Linked DNA regions of Oryzias latipes: region 1 is linked to region 2. The links are chromatin contacts, called in public Hi-C maps. All regions are on one chromosome and are shown on one strand. Each heading gives the region's core, a stretch centred on a gene start, on an enhancer-like site or on the middle of the called end of the contact. The rest is flanking DNA. Distances are from core to core; before and after follow the strand shown.

Region 1 (6,326 bases), core at 769-3,268, 130 kb before region 2:
CCCGGGCCTTGAGTTTGACACATGTGCATTATCCGTTAGAATCAAGCTAAGGGACTTTGGCTTTACTGCTGTTTTGCGTTGGGTCACCGGAAAAGAAAAGGCATAAAAGATCGATCCCTACTTTTATGGATCGATAACATTTACCAAGCCTCGATTGATTACTTGATTTTATCAGCCCACCCCTACTATGAACACACACAAAAAAAACCCGTAAATGTGCAATTAGAAGCAGCACAAACCAATAGATGTTATTTTTAAAAAAGTGCTGTTTTGAGAAAACATGGGAGCTCACAGCTATTTCACTAACGGACGAGTAGCAACATAAAGCAGATGGACTTTTCTTCTCTGCTCATTTTTTTCCCTTTTGGTCAAAGTTTGTTTCAGGCAATAATGTCTCAGCTGGTATAACTAATGTGACACTAGGTTGATGCTCCTTTATCCAAAGTGCAGTGAGAAACCAAACCCAAATAAAAATGCAAGATTATTTTATGGCAACCTAAAATAATCTGGTTGCCTTAAAAATGAAAAGACTAATTTAAGCAAACAGAAGTGCACTTACTGTACATATACAAACAGACTCATTCCAAATGTTGAGTCAGCAATAAAGGAGTGGTTTGGTGCAAAGAGTGACTTAGAAAGCAGTTTAAAAACTACAGAACACTCCTATCTGAATGCATGACAAAAGCTCAGGTGGAAACTGACCTCTATCAAGTTCATGGCAGCAGTGAGGTTGACTTTGTAGTAGCGTAACGGCTGCTCCACTGACTCCCCAACAGCCTTCAGGCCGGCAAAATGCATCACAGCGGCGAAAGTATGCTGCAGCACAGGCATGAGGTTACAGATGAGTAAAAAGTAAACGTCACATACACCATGGATGTTTAATTTTCATGAAAAACTACAAAATAAAACCAACTCTGTGAATTTTTATTTGCTAGGAGGGGTCCTTCTTTTAAGGAAATAATATCTAGAGAGGATTTTAAGTAAGCATTTAAATAATACTGATGTTGTGTAAAAATAATTTTACTTTTTTGAAAAGGCTTTCCAGGCCGGGCCGGTCCAGGAGATCCAGCTGATGAAACTCAATGGTGGTGTTCAGCAGCTTCTCTATCCTCCGTATGCTCTCTGCCACGGTCCCCTCTCCTTCACCAGCAGGATGAAAACACAACATTAGTGTGTCTGAGTCCCAACGATGCTTACATGAGGACAGAAAAGAAACCCACCTTGTACTGCATTACTGAAATTATCAACAACAACTGGGTGGTATCCTGCTTCGATAAGCTCCAGCACACAGTGACTCCCGATGTATCCTGCTCCCCCAGTGACAAGAATCTTCTCTCCCATTTTTGGGGCCTGTCAAAAGGATGCATTATGAAAAAGAATCCATAAATAGCTGATATTTGTTCTCCCAGGTGTGTGACTCCGCCCCTGTCGGAACCTCATTCTTCTTTAAGCTTTGTAAGCTCCTGACTCACCTGTTTTATTCTCATGGCAACAGGTTCAAGCCTGTCTGACCACATCAACAATTATATTTTGTTTAAATAAAACGCTACAAACATTTTTAATTTAATTTGTCAATTACATTTTTGTGTTTATATTCTTAATTTATCATAAAAAAGACTGTTTTCCTGGGTATCCAAAGTCAGAAAAACACGATTTTAAAACCTTAAATTAACTCGTGTTTTTCATAAATAACTACAAAAAATAACGTCACAGATTTTTGTTACAAAAATCTTATTTTTACGGAACTTTTTCTGCAACTCTGTCAGTTTCAGTTAAGCAAAACCCCAGTACACACGACAAGAACTAGGAGTTAGGCTTTTACGAACGTAAAATAGTCCCACTTCTTACAGTATAAAACAGACTGAAAAAATACTTACTTTTTCCTCCTATTTGTTTTCTTTAGAGTATTTTGATGAATGTGTTCAGCAGCAGCAGAGTTGGGGGTTTGTGTAGTTCATTCAGAGTAGACTTCGGTATAAACATATTTCACTTCCGTGTAACGTGGAGAAGAGTTAAGAGGTGTGAATCAGTGCGCGACGTTCCCGTGCGTAAACCTTCAAAATAAAAGCAAGATTCACTTCAATGTAAAATTAAATATTTATATTCTCACGAATTAGCTAAAACTATATGTTAGGTATATCCAATCTTAGATACATGCAGTTAAAATCAAATTGTAATCGTTTTGTGGACTAATAGGGAAAACGGACCGTTTTATTTTTGAAGAACTAACCGGATTTTAATTGTACTGTTTAATTTGAACTTTAATTTGCTCGCAACGTGAGTGCGTCACAAACGTTGACGCAAACCGTAGTATAATTAAACCCCGCCTTTACCGACTCACACAAGGAAGTGTTTGTTGTGAATATCCTGCCCTGTGTTCCATGTCAAATGTCATTGAAAAAGTGCCACGTCATCAAAGCAGAGAGCTTGTGCACATTGCAGTGAGAGTTGAGGATTCAGAACAGAAGCTCCCATTTGTCTTTGTTAATTCATAAATATATGCATAAATAAATATAATGTTTTATGTTTGTGGTGTCTCACAATCTTTTAGTTCTTATTTAAAAGGTGAATCAAATTGTGCCACACAGTGACGCAGGAGGCAAACCCAGTCAGACACTACACCCTTTAATTAAAGCCTTATTATGAAATAATAAGGCTATGAAATGTTATGAAATATTATAAGAAACATTTAATCCTTGTGACAAATTGAATGCAAAAAATAATGTATATATTTAGAGTATTTAATTATAAAGCTTTCACAAAAAGAGCTATTAATGAAAACACATAAGGAAGGGTCTTTGAGCTTTTTTTCCAATGGACATTCACTAAAAGAATTTTATTTTTATGTTTAAAACAAACCAAGAATGCTGTAAAAGTAGTTTGGCATAAAAATTGTACCTCAGACTTTCATTTGACAATTGTGATGTAAATTCTAAAGTTATTTAGGTTCAAAGACTGAATGGTGGGGTGGTGGTTAGCACTCTTGTCTTACAAAGAAAAGGTCCTGGTTCAAATTCCAGCTGCAACCTGGAGTTTTGTGGCCCAGCGATTGTAGTTTGTACGTAACAACTACAATCTTGTCTGCTCCTGATTCACCACGATTTGAATAAAGTAATACAGTGCAGACCAAATGTTTGGACACACCTTCTCATTCAAAGAGTTTTCTTTATTTTCATGACTATGAAAATTGTACGTTCACACTAAAGGCATCAAAACTGTGAATTAACACATGTGGAATTATATACATAGCAAAAAGGTGTGAAACAACTGAAAATATGTCATATTGTAGATTCTTCGTAGTAGCCACCTTTTGCTTTCATTACTGCTTTGCACATATTCTCTTGAATGTTCTAGCAGCAGACACATCTCTACAACAACTGTCAAAAGGAGACTGTGTGAATCAGGCCTTCTTGGTAGAATATCTGCTAGGAAATCACTGCTAAAGAAAGACAACAAGCAGAATCACTGTGTCTTTGTACGACGCAGAAAAAGTGAGCGGATGGACTCTACATGCCTGGTTCCCACCGTGAAGCATGGGGCAGGAGGTGTGATGGTGTGGGGGTGCTTTGCTGGTGACATTGTTGGGGATTTATTCCAAATTGAAGGCATACTGAACCAGCATGGCTACCACAGCATCGGCAGCGGCATGCTATTCCATCCGGTTTGCGTTTAGTTGGACCATCATTTATTTTTCAACAGGACAATGACCCCAACCACACCTCCAGGCTGTGGAAGGGCTATTTGACCAAGAAGGAGAGTGATGGGGTGGAGAGTCATGGAGAGTGAAAATGTTCGTGCACATGGGCATGCTGTGAGCGACAGGTCGTAGTGAACACTTGTACAACACATAAGAGTAAAGTGAGAGTGAAGTAGGTGAGACACAGGAATGTCGTACATCATTTTTCTTTCTTCAACCCCCCAAACCCATGTGTCAAATTGTGCAACGCGCCGTTAGTGTTCTCCATAAGTGCACGCTCCTTGAGTGCAGTCTGCTGTTAGATTTTAGGAATTAGCCAGAGTGCTCACCTTAAAATGCAGCCGCTCCTGTCTGTGACCCTCCACGGGCCCAGACAACCCAAAAACATCTCACTATACGAAAAGAAAAAGATCACTTGATCACCGTGTTCCTCCCAATGATGCATTTTTGCTCAACAAAACCCTCATGGTGAAAAAATGAGAGGATTTTCCAATAAAAACAGAGGATTTAATGTTAAATCTGTTTTTATTGAAATCAGAACAAATGAAACATAGAATTTTCCTGTAAGTAATATCTGTAAAACTCTTGATGCCCACAGTAATCAACGTAATAAAAGTAACAATAATGTTTTACATTAGATAAATAAGGCAAAATATGTTCACTCCAAAGGAGCTTTGATACATTAGTATCTTTAAGTTTGAAATTAAATTATATAACATATTTCAAGCTAATTACTTTTTTTCTGTAATAGATAAGCCAACAGGAGTTACCAACAAATATGCAAAAAACAACTAAAATAATATTTATGAATATAGAGTTTTTGTATTATTCACAAAAAGGGTTTGCATTTTCACATTTTTGCTTTTTATATTTTAAATTTATGTTAATTTTTATGCATAAATATCTTAACTAAACTCTCAACTTCCAGCACTTGTTCCTATCGTTACCTAATTACATCAGATAATTCTTGAGTGGATTTTTTTTTTTAAACCTTCAGATATTTTTTTCTTGGGCTTTGAGAGCTACTCATCTACTTGTGGATCATGGCTGGTGAAGCTGTGATTTAGGGGTCAGGAGATATTTATAAAAAATTTGCACAACTTGACCTTTTTTTTTCTAATAAAGCTAATTAAGGACTGAAAGTAATATGAGCGTTTCTTTTAATGTTTTTAACATGAGACAGTTAGGCTTTAACATGAGACATTTGGTTGTATTCTGAACTCTTGTCTTTGTCTTATTCCATACAATAGCTTGAGTTTTAAAATGTTAAACATGCAAAAACTTGAAATCTATTTCCTTGAATGCAGAAATTTTACACAATTCTTCTAAATCAACTAGTAAAGTATAAGATGTTAAAAAAACGTGCATTAAATCTGAAGTTTTTTTTCTTTTCTTTTTCTAAATTAATTAATTTTATTTGGTGGTGATCTCAATTATAACCTTTCTGGTGTCTTTCACCTCCCTGCACGTTTAACTGTGTATGTAATGTAAATACTCTAGATATTTTCTCTGTTATTGCCTTCTTTTTGTGACATAATGTTATTGCGTGTGTTCTAAATAAATAAATAAATAGGGTTAGATGTTCCAAAAAAGGTCAGACAGATGAGACATTATCCAGGAGAGGTGAACACAAACTTTTTAATTCTATCTGAATTTAAAGAAATAAAAATAAAGGGGGAAATAAATGTTGGAATTAATTATAAAACAGCATTTAATCTGGAAGATAAAACTATGATAAAATTGTATTTAGATTTAAGAATAAAAAGCACAGAGAGGACTGAGAATCTTCAATATCATTGAGTTGATGTATGGAGGAAGAGGAATGATGATATGGGTGGCTTCAGGGCTTGATGCTTAAATTTACTGCACTGATCAGCTGATGAGTGGAAAAAATTACACAGAAAAAGGATGTTGGTTAATTGGTGAAAAAATGGCAGTAAAAAATGTTTGTGCATTTTTAAAATTCTTATAAATCAATTGAACAGTCACTAACAGTGGAAGATTGTAATAAATGGGTTAAAGCTAATTAAAAAATAATAATTTTATTGGTCAGATTTAATTCCGGGATGAGCTTTAACATCTTTATTGTTTTCTCAAAAACAGTTATCTATTTTATCACCAAAATTGCATGTTTTTTTTCCGTTGACTAACAATAAAAGCAATTTAAGAAAAGTGTTTACACATTAAAAAACTTATGAATACATTAAAATAAGTAACTAATTACGCTTTTAAAATTCACCCAAGGCCAGAATGGTTGAACATTTATCAGGGAAATTGATCACCCGGCATGATTGATAAAAATGACTTTTCTGTCCATAGACAGAAGTCACCCTGAGATAAAGCCTCCATCATTTCCTGCTGCTGCCACCACTCCACCCAGAAAAGACGGAGTACATTACATTTGTTCTCTGAAAGGAAAAGAGAGGGAAGAATTGATGAATAGACTGAGAGAGGGTGTGACCGTCCGCAGGGTCTCCGTCTGATTCTCTTCATCTCTCTCCACCTGAGTGCCAGATAATCCCCCCTCATCCCTCAGACTCCCAGCTGGACGCAGTGGCCCCTTCTGAATGGCAGCTGCATTAGCACAGAGGAACTTTCCCCCAATGTCTTTTAGTGAAAGCTGATTGGA
Region 2 (6,907 bases), core at 1,043-3,542:
TGAAAACATGCCTGTTTTTTTAATTCAACCAAACCATTTATATACCACTTTTCATTTAAGCATATTCAACACAAACAGCTACTTGTGTAACGAAATCCAAATAAACAATATAAAATCAGAAATTAAATCTTAATAAATAAACAAAATGCAATTTAAAAAAGAATTTAAAAACCTTAGTGTTGGGGGTAACTGATTAATTTACTTTAATTACTTTTGTCAGTAACAGAGGAACGTAACGAGTAACTGATGCATATGTACGTATGCACGCTGCACAGTTGGGGATATGTCAGAGTACAGATACGCCTATATTGCTGCATTCACATTGCTTAAATTCAAAGTCCAATAAGAGTAGAAGATGCTGCGAGTGTCAGACTCCCTTCCTCGAGGAGCTACAGGTGGGTAGCAGAGCACCTCCCCGATCTCAAAATGAAAAGGCTCTTTGATGTGTGTGTGTGTGTGTGTGTTTATATATATATATATATATATATATATATATATATATATATATATATATATATACACACACATATATATATATATATATATATATTGGCGCAAACTCACTACCTGCATATGATCGGTCAATATGAGTTTGTGCCACTTACTGTAAATGACTTACTGATAATACATACTTTGTCGGCCATTAACTTACGTACATAATTGAGGAGGGCTTCCATGGGCTGCTTGTCACTGTGAAGTGTGAGTGCTAACCACTAAACCACCATGCAACCAATCATCAGTACATAAAACTGTAAAATTGTGTCAGAAATTCATGCAGTCTGGTTAAAAGAATGGAGGGAGCAACTGTGTCAAAGGCTGCAATGAGATCAAGTAAACCAGGACAGAGTTTTTTCTAGCCTGCATTATTCTTGAAGGCATTTATAACCGTGACCAGTGCCATCTCTGTACTATAAAGACTTTAAACCTGATTGGAAATTTTTCTAAAAATTAAGTTTTTATTAATATTTAATTTAGATTACAAAGTAATTATTCTTTTCATTCGAGTGAAATTATATAACACATTTGCGAAGAATACTAACATCCCACTCAAAAAAAAGCCAGAACTGTCAGATTTTTAAAGAGGTCATCGTTGGGCAATTTGGGGTTGGTCTTGAACAGCGAAAAAATGCCAGAAATCTTGAAATTCTTCTTAATAGAATTTTTAATACAATTCAAAAGCCAAGAAAAAGAATCAACAGATTCTTGTCCTGGATGACCTGGGCCCTCGGACAGAAAACTGTGCTGTTTGAAGAGAATTGCAGAAAACAAACCCCTTTGAAAAATACCGACAAAGCTCATCAGTTCAATGCCAAAAGAAAGACTTTCTTAATCAAAAACTGCAAAGAGAATGTCTACAAACAAAAAGTCCTACCAATCAATTACATTTCAATTGTTTGCTTTGTGTTTTCAAATAAGAAATTTGAAAATTAGAGGTGTCTATACACTTCTAGCATGTCTGTGTTAGTGGAAATCACATAAAATCAAAAATTGTAATACTTGTTTAACTGTTAATTGTACCAATCATTATTATGCATAGTTGATAAAGAGGATATGAATTTTCAGTTGGGATTTTCTGAATGTTTCAATTTATAGTTCCAATAATTTCATAGAGCTAGCATCAAATGTCCAGTATTGCTGTTTTTTGGGGGGGTCCATATCATCAAGTACAGATCTTGCAATCTTGGTATCCTAATTTCCATTCAGATGCAGTCTATATAAATGCTAAAAGTAAATATATTCCTGTGGAAGTGAATGACAAACTAACTGTACTACCATAATGTAAACTACGAGTCATTTTCATTTCAAAGTGCAAGTCAACGTATCTGAATTCAATGACCTTTTGAAATGGAACATTGGCATTTGACCCCAAAAGCTAAGCAAGCCAAAAGCTAAGCAAGCAGAATACCCAAAATGTCAACAAATTCCTATGTCAAGCAGTGCCAATATGATCTTAGGCTGCAAAGATAAAAGTTATTGTCAGATTAAAGCTTCACACAAAGGAAGAAGTTGAAATAACTGTAATTAACATGCAGAAAAACCCTCTTGAAAAACAGTTTAGCACTTCCAGGGAATCATTATAGTTAATGTAACAGTTTGGTGTTCACAACAGGTGAATTTCAAAAAGCATGTCACTGTTTTGAAGCTTTTAACACACTTCTTAGCGACAAGTAATTTTATTACTTTACTGTGACAAAGGCTGCATCATTGCCGCTCGATTTGCAGTCGCCGTCAAACTGTGTGACAGATTGGGGCCAGTGGGACTGCACACAGGGCGCAGCATGAAACAGTCATGGCTCGACGGCTGAAGCCTGACTTTATCCCAGTCTGAGACCACTTAGAGCACTGGCTAATCTCAATGACCAATCACTGAGCGGCCAGAAACTTTAACTCTGCCAGCTGAAAATGTAAAACTGTATCAAGAGATTGCAAGAATATCTTCTTGACTAAAGAAATAATGTATGTTATAAACAAGATAGCCATCGACCAACTTATGCCCATTTTCTCTCCATTAGAGTTTTATCTGAAGTAGGGTTGGGCGATGTCCCTTAATTTGGCCGTTGACGATGTTTGCTGTCAACCATCGGGATGGACGATGACATCGTCGGGGGGGGTTTACATTTTTCGTTCTTATATAACTGCTATTCGTTATTTTGCTTTTTTCATTTTATTTCCCAACTAATGGTTAATCCGCGATGATCCAGTATAAACTGAGGGAAGTGACTTTAACAGAAAAAGTAACAAACAAAATAGAAAAGAAGTAGTCCACTCCCGCACTTAGCGGAGTGGACCGCCGGAGTGCGGATTTACAGCTTTGTGTTTGATGGGAAGGGGGGGGGGGGTACATGAGCGGTATGTGTGAGAGATTTAAGACTGCGATCCGTCCCGCAGCTCTAGGGGTACTAGCTACCGAACTCAGAACCGGGTCTAAAAGTGTGTGTCTGAGCACAGCACGGATCGTCAGCAGACAGAGGTTTGAGCATCAAAGCAGAAATGTCGCTCAGTCCTTAGAAAACATTCAAGCAATCACGTGGATTTGTGTTTCCAGTCGTGTCCCGACTAAATAAAGGCTGATGTTATTCACAGGATGCAGCGCCACCCAAAGCTAATGTTGTTAGCCCGTGTTAGCATACTGCTAATCCTGGCTTCGTTCAGAAAAATCACTGACCACACGGATTAAAATTCAAATGATGAGCGAACAGGTGTTTCATAATAACCGTAACATCATTAAAAGCACGTTTAGAAGATCATCTCGTATATTACCGAGCTGACATGTCAATATATATAGCCGCTCGGCGCTGTTATCGTTTTGTATCGAATTGTTACCTTCAATAAAGTTTGGAAAAAAAGCCGCTCGGCGGAAGTTGTATCCCCTTCCGGTTTTCAAACTGCGCATGTGCGAATACTGCGCATGTGCGAATGATTTAGTCCGACCGAAATTGTGACCTTAGTGAACGTTTTTATATTCTGAAAACATTTTTCTGGGCCCATCTACACGGTTGGATTCTAATCCGACCATTGATCCGATCAAGATATTTTGTACATGTAACCGCGGCTTATGGTGTCGACGCGCAACGTGGCGGGGGCGTGGCATCACGATGGTGGTCTCTCCATCGGGATGTCAGTCACCCATCACGATGGACGATGATATCGTCCATCGGCACAACCCTAATCTGAAGAGAAATAAATTATTCCACAGGCCTAAGATAAGTGCTTTAATTTCTATATTATGAACTTTACTTATAAGTAGTGGTATACTGGACACTCAGGGTAAACTGAAACTACATAAACTACATAAAATATCATATTATATAGCTTTGATATAAACCACTGATAATATGTAGTCAGGGTAAACCACAGATCTTGGTGGGGCTGTGTCACTACAACAGCCAGACAAGAAAACAGTGAAACTGGACAAACTGGTTTTCCACCGTGTTGTATGAAATCAGGCAAACATGCACTGCAGGGCGTAAGGCTAAAGTGTTTCTCTTTCTATGGTTTTTCTGGCAGGCTCAGAGGCAGTAATAATTTAAAAACTCAACACCTCGTGATTCTGTCATTTGTAACGTTTGAACTCTGCAAAAACTATAAAACGCATGACAAGAAGACTGCCTTGGACTAAAAAGCAGAAACCCAGCAGAGAAAACAATCCTGAATGTACTCTGGTATGAATGCACTTAAGGCCTTTAAATCCTTTAAAAGCGTTCAATCATTATAAGGTGTGGTGATCTAGCATCAGTATTACCAACCGTACGGTGTATAAGTTGCTTCTGTTTTCCACAGCCTCATTTGTGATTCTAATGGCAGTATAAGTGAAGCATAGTACTTCTTTGTGCAAAAAATAAGAATAAAATAAGACTTCTTCTGAAAATATCACTGGTTTGGAGGTCATAAACAGAAGAAAAAAGGATGGACAAAGAGTAAGACATAGAATATATTCTTTTTTCCTTACTATCTGAAGCTGTGATAACGTAATGCCCTCTGATTATTCAGTGGTCTTTTCTGGCTTAGAACACACCAGCCTCTTATCATCTAATAGCTTTGACTTGAAAAGAGGGAAAACCACAAGTCGAGTTTACTTCAGCTATATAGAGGACCTTCTGAAGGGCCCCTGTATTAGAATGGTAATTGTTTCCCTCGGTGCTACAGTGCTACTTTCAGTTGACCCTGACCAAGAAGGTAAAAGAAAGGTAAGCATCTGTGACATTATGGTCTTTGTTCCTTATAAAAAAAAAAGTAACTAAAGAGCTTCCCTTCACAAAGAGAGAGCAACACCGGACGCAAACTCTAAAGACCACAAGCACCCTTTACTGTTATCATTAGAAACACCTCCAACACTTGTACTGTTGTTCCCACGCAATTCAGCAGCAGATATCACCAAGCATGTTTACACCAACTGAAGAGGCCAAGAGTAAACGAACAATAAACACTTGGGATATAACCTTATCTCTGTAGTTTGTAAAAGTGATGGAGATTGTCGTCTTTCATAACAAAGACTTTCCCTACAATACTATCTCCAATGACTACAACTGCATCGCAGTTTGAGCTTTGACCTTAGGCCAACAGCGATTGTAAAAAAGAAAAATATAGCCCTATGACTTCACAAGCTTTCCCTTCAGAGTAAGAGGGCATTCAAACCACTGCACGTACTGACCTGGGATCCTCGTCTGAAGCTTTATTTTTTTAACAGAGTCATTGGAAATGCCCTCTGTGCAAACAGTAAATGATCAGGTGGTTTGCTGGGCTCTAGTAATTAACAACCTTAGCCAAATGCAGCCAGGCATGACCGGCAAATTAACATGCAGCAGCTTTCACACTATCCCACAGATCTGCTCAGTGAACAGAAAACCAATACAGGGTCACTCTGAAAATAGCCAGAGCCACCGATTGCCCATCCAAGTACAATTCCATCATTAAACGTCTCTAATCTACACACCAGTTCAACATACTTTTTGACAGCTTATTCAGTACCCAATACAACACAGGGTTGTAGTTGGAATAGTGTTGAAACAGGGCTACACACAGCAGCCACCTACTCTAGTTTGTCTACAAACTTGACTACACAGTCTACAAATTAATAATTCTTACAGCTAAAATGTTATTTTTAAATATATTTTCCAGCTTAATTGCTAAATCACCTGCTAAGAGCTGACTTTTGCCATTACGTTAAATAAAAAGTGAAATTATAAAATGCTGTTTTATTTCATATGTTTTATTTATCTGCCAATCCAACTCCAAAAATGTTAAAAAAAACAGGGGGTCCTGTCCCGTCCTCCAAACCACCTCTTCTCTCTCATCACTGTTTCCTGCTCACACAGGAATAACTATGATGAAGAGGAAATCCTTCTTCAGCTAAAAGGCAGCGCTGTGAAATCTGGAGGTTTGGAGGATACCAACATGCTGGCTCTGCTATCAGCTTCTGGACAAACACACAGGCCTTATCTGCAGCTGCACATGAGGGGAAGAAAAACACACGAGGAGCACTTTGCTGACCTCCACCTTACACTTGTACAAGTCGTGACACTGAAGAAGCCAGATGTATTTATATAAACAATTTTTATGTCCATAAAAAAAAAAATGTGGGCCAAGGACGATAATCAATGTTGACAATGAGAATGTGGAAAAAAGTAAGTTTAAAGGTTAAAGATCTTCAAGAAGAATTCGTACTTTTTTGGAAGTAGAAAGAACAAAATTATATAAATTGTGTGTAGTATTTTATTTTCATGCTGACTATTCAACTATAATGCCAAGAAAATAACATTATTTTCTCCTATTTTTAATTATTTTAATTGAATAACCAGTACTTTCATCTCCACTTGCATATATATTTCTGAATTATCAGGCTAAATAAACAGAATACATAAATTAAATTATACCTTTACTATTTCAATATTGAAAACATTGTCCTATTTTAATTTATTTTGAAAGGATGTTACTGTCTCATAGTATTGTCTTCAAGTATAGTCCAGTTCATGAGGTCTTTAAAGAACAATACATTGCATTGGTATTATTATTATACATCATCGACAGCCCTTCACAACACAAACCTAGCACACACTTTCTAAATTGCACAGTTCATCTCTGCTCTTTTAATGTTTTGTCAGCAATAAAGTTTAAAAGTGCAGATTTAAGCTTTACCAATACAGGGCAGGTGTAATTATTTCGATGGAAACAGTCTGGCAGGATTTCTAAGCAGATCATAACAAAATATTGTCATTGACTGATTGCTCTGCATGAAATCAAGGTTAGGAGAACAGCTAGTTATTATATTGTGGACATAAAATACACACTTCCTTTTTCGATAAGAAGCAAAAGACAGCATGCTAAAATTTCATCAAGTGTTGACGATTTGTAATAGGGACAGGGCAAATTCCACATTTCATTTCAACCAATAAGAAAGAATCTTGAT

What was found. Hi-C and Micro-C count contacts between places; a contact is called where the count stands out from the background.
Region 1: a contact with region 2 is called in a Hi-C map of embryo, with 3 times the contacts expected there. The contact joins the promoter of gale here to the enhancer-like site in region 2. A contact is called at or near these places in 2 of 5 Hi-C or Micro-C datasets (both in embryo).

Annotation. Positions count from the first base shown.
Region 1 is chr22:16,752,372-16,758,697 of ASM223467v1, reverse strand. gale (UDP-glucose 4-epimerase) reads right to left here and starts at 2,018. Exons shown (of 11, transcript XM_004082379.3): 1 at 1,878-2,018; 2 at 1,221-1,350; 3 at 1,025-1,140; 4 at 703-816. The coding sequence starts at 1,341.
Region 2 is chr22:16,623,191-16,630,097 of ASM223467v1, reverse strand. All of the region lies in intron 1 of ralgapa2 (ral GTPase-activating protein subunit alpha-2), which reads right to left. Among protein-coding and RNA genes, the nearest start is that of ralgapa2, 4.5 kb to the right of the region's middle. Within about 2 kb of position 2,292, at least 3 of the 8 cell types and tissues checked have an H3K27ac peak or open chromatin away from gene starts, as enhancers often do. A contact at or near this core is called in embryo, where this site is marked.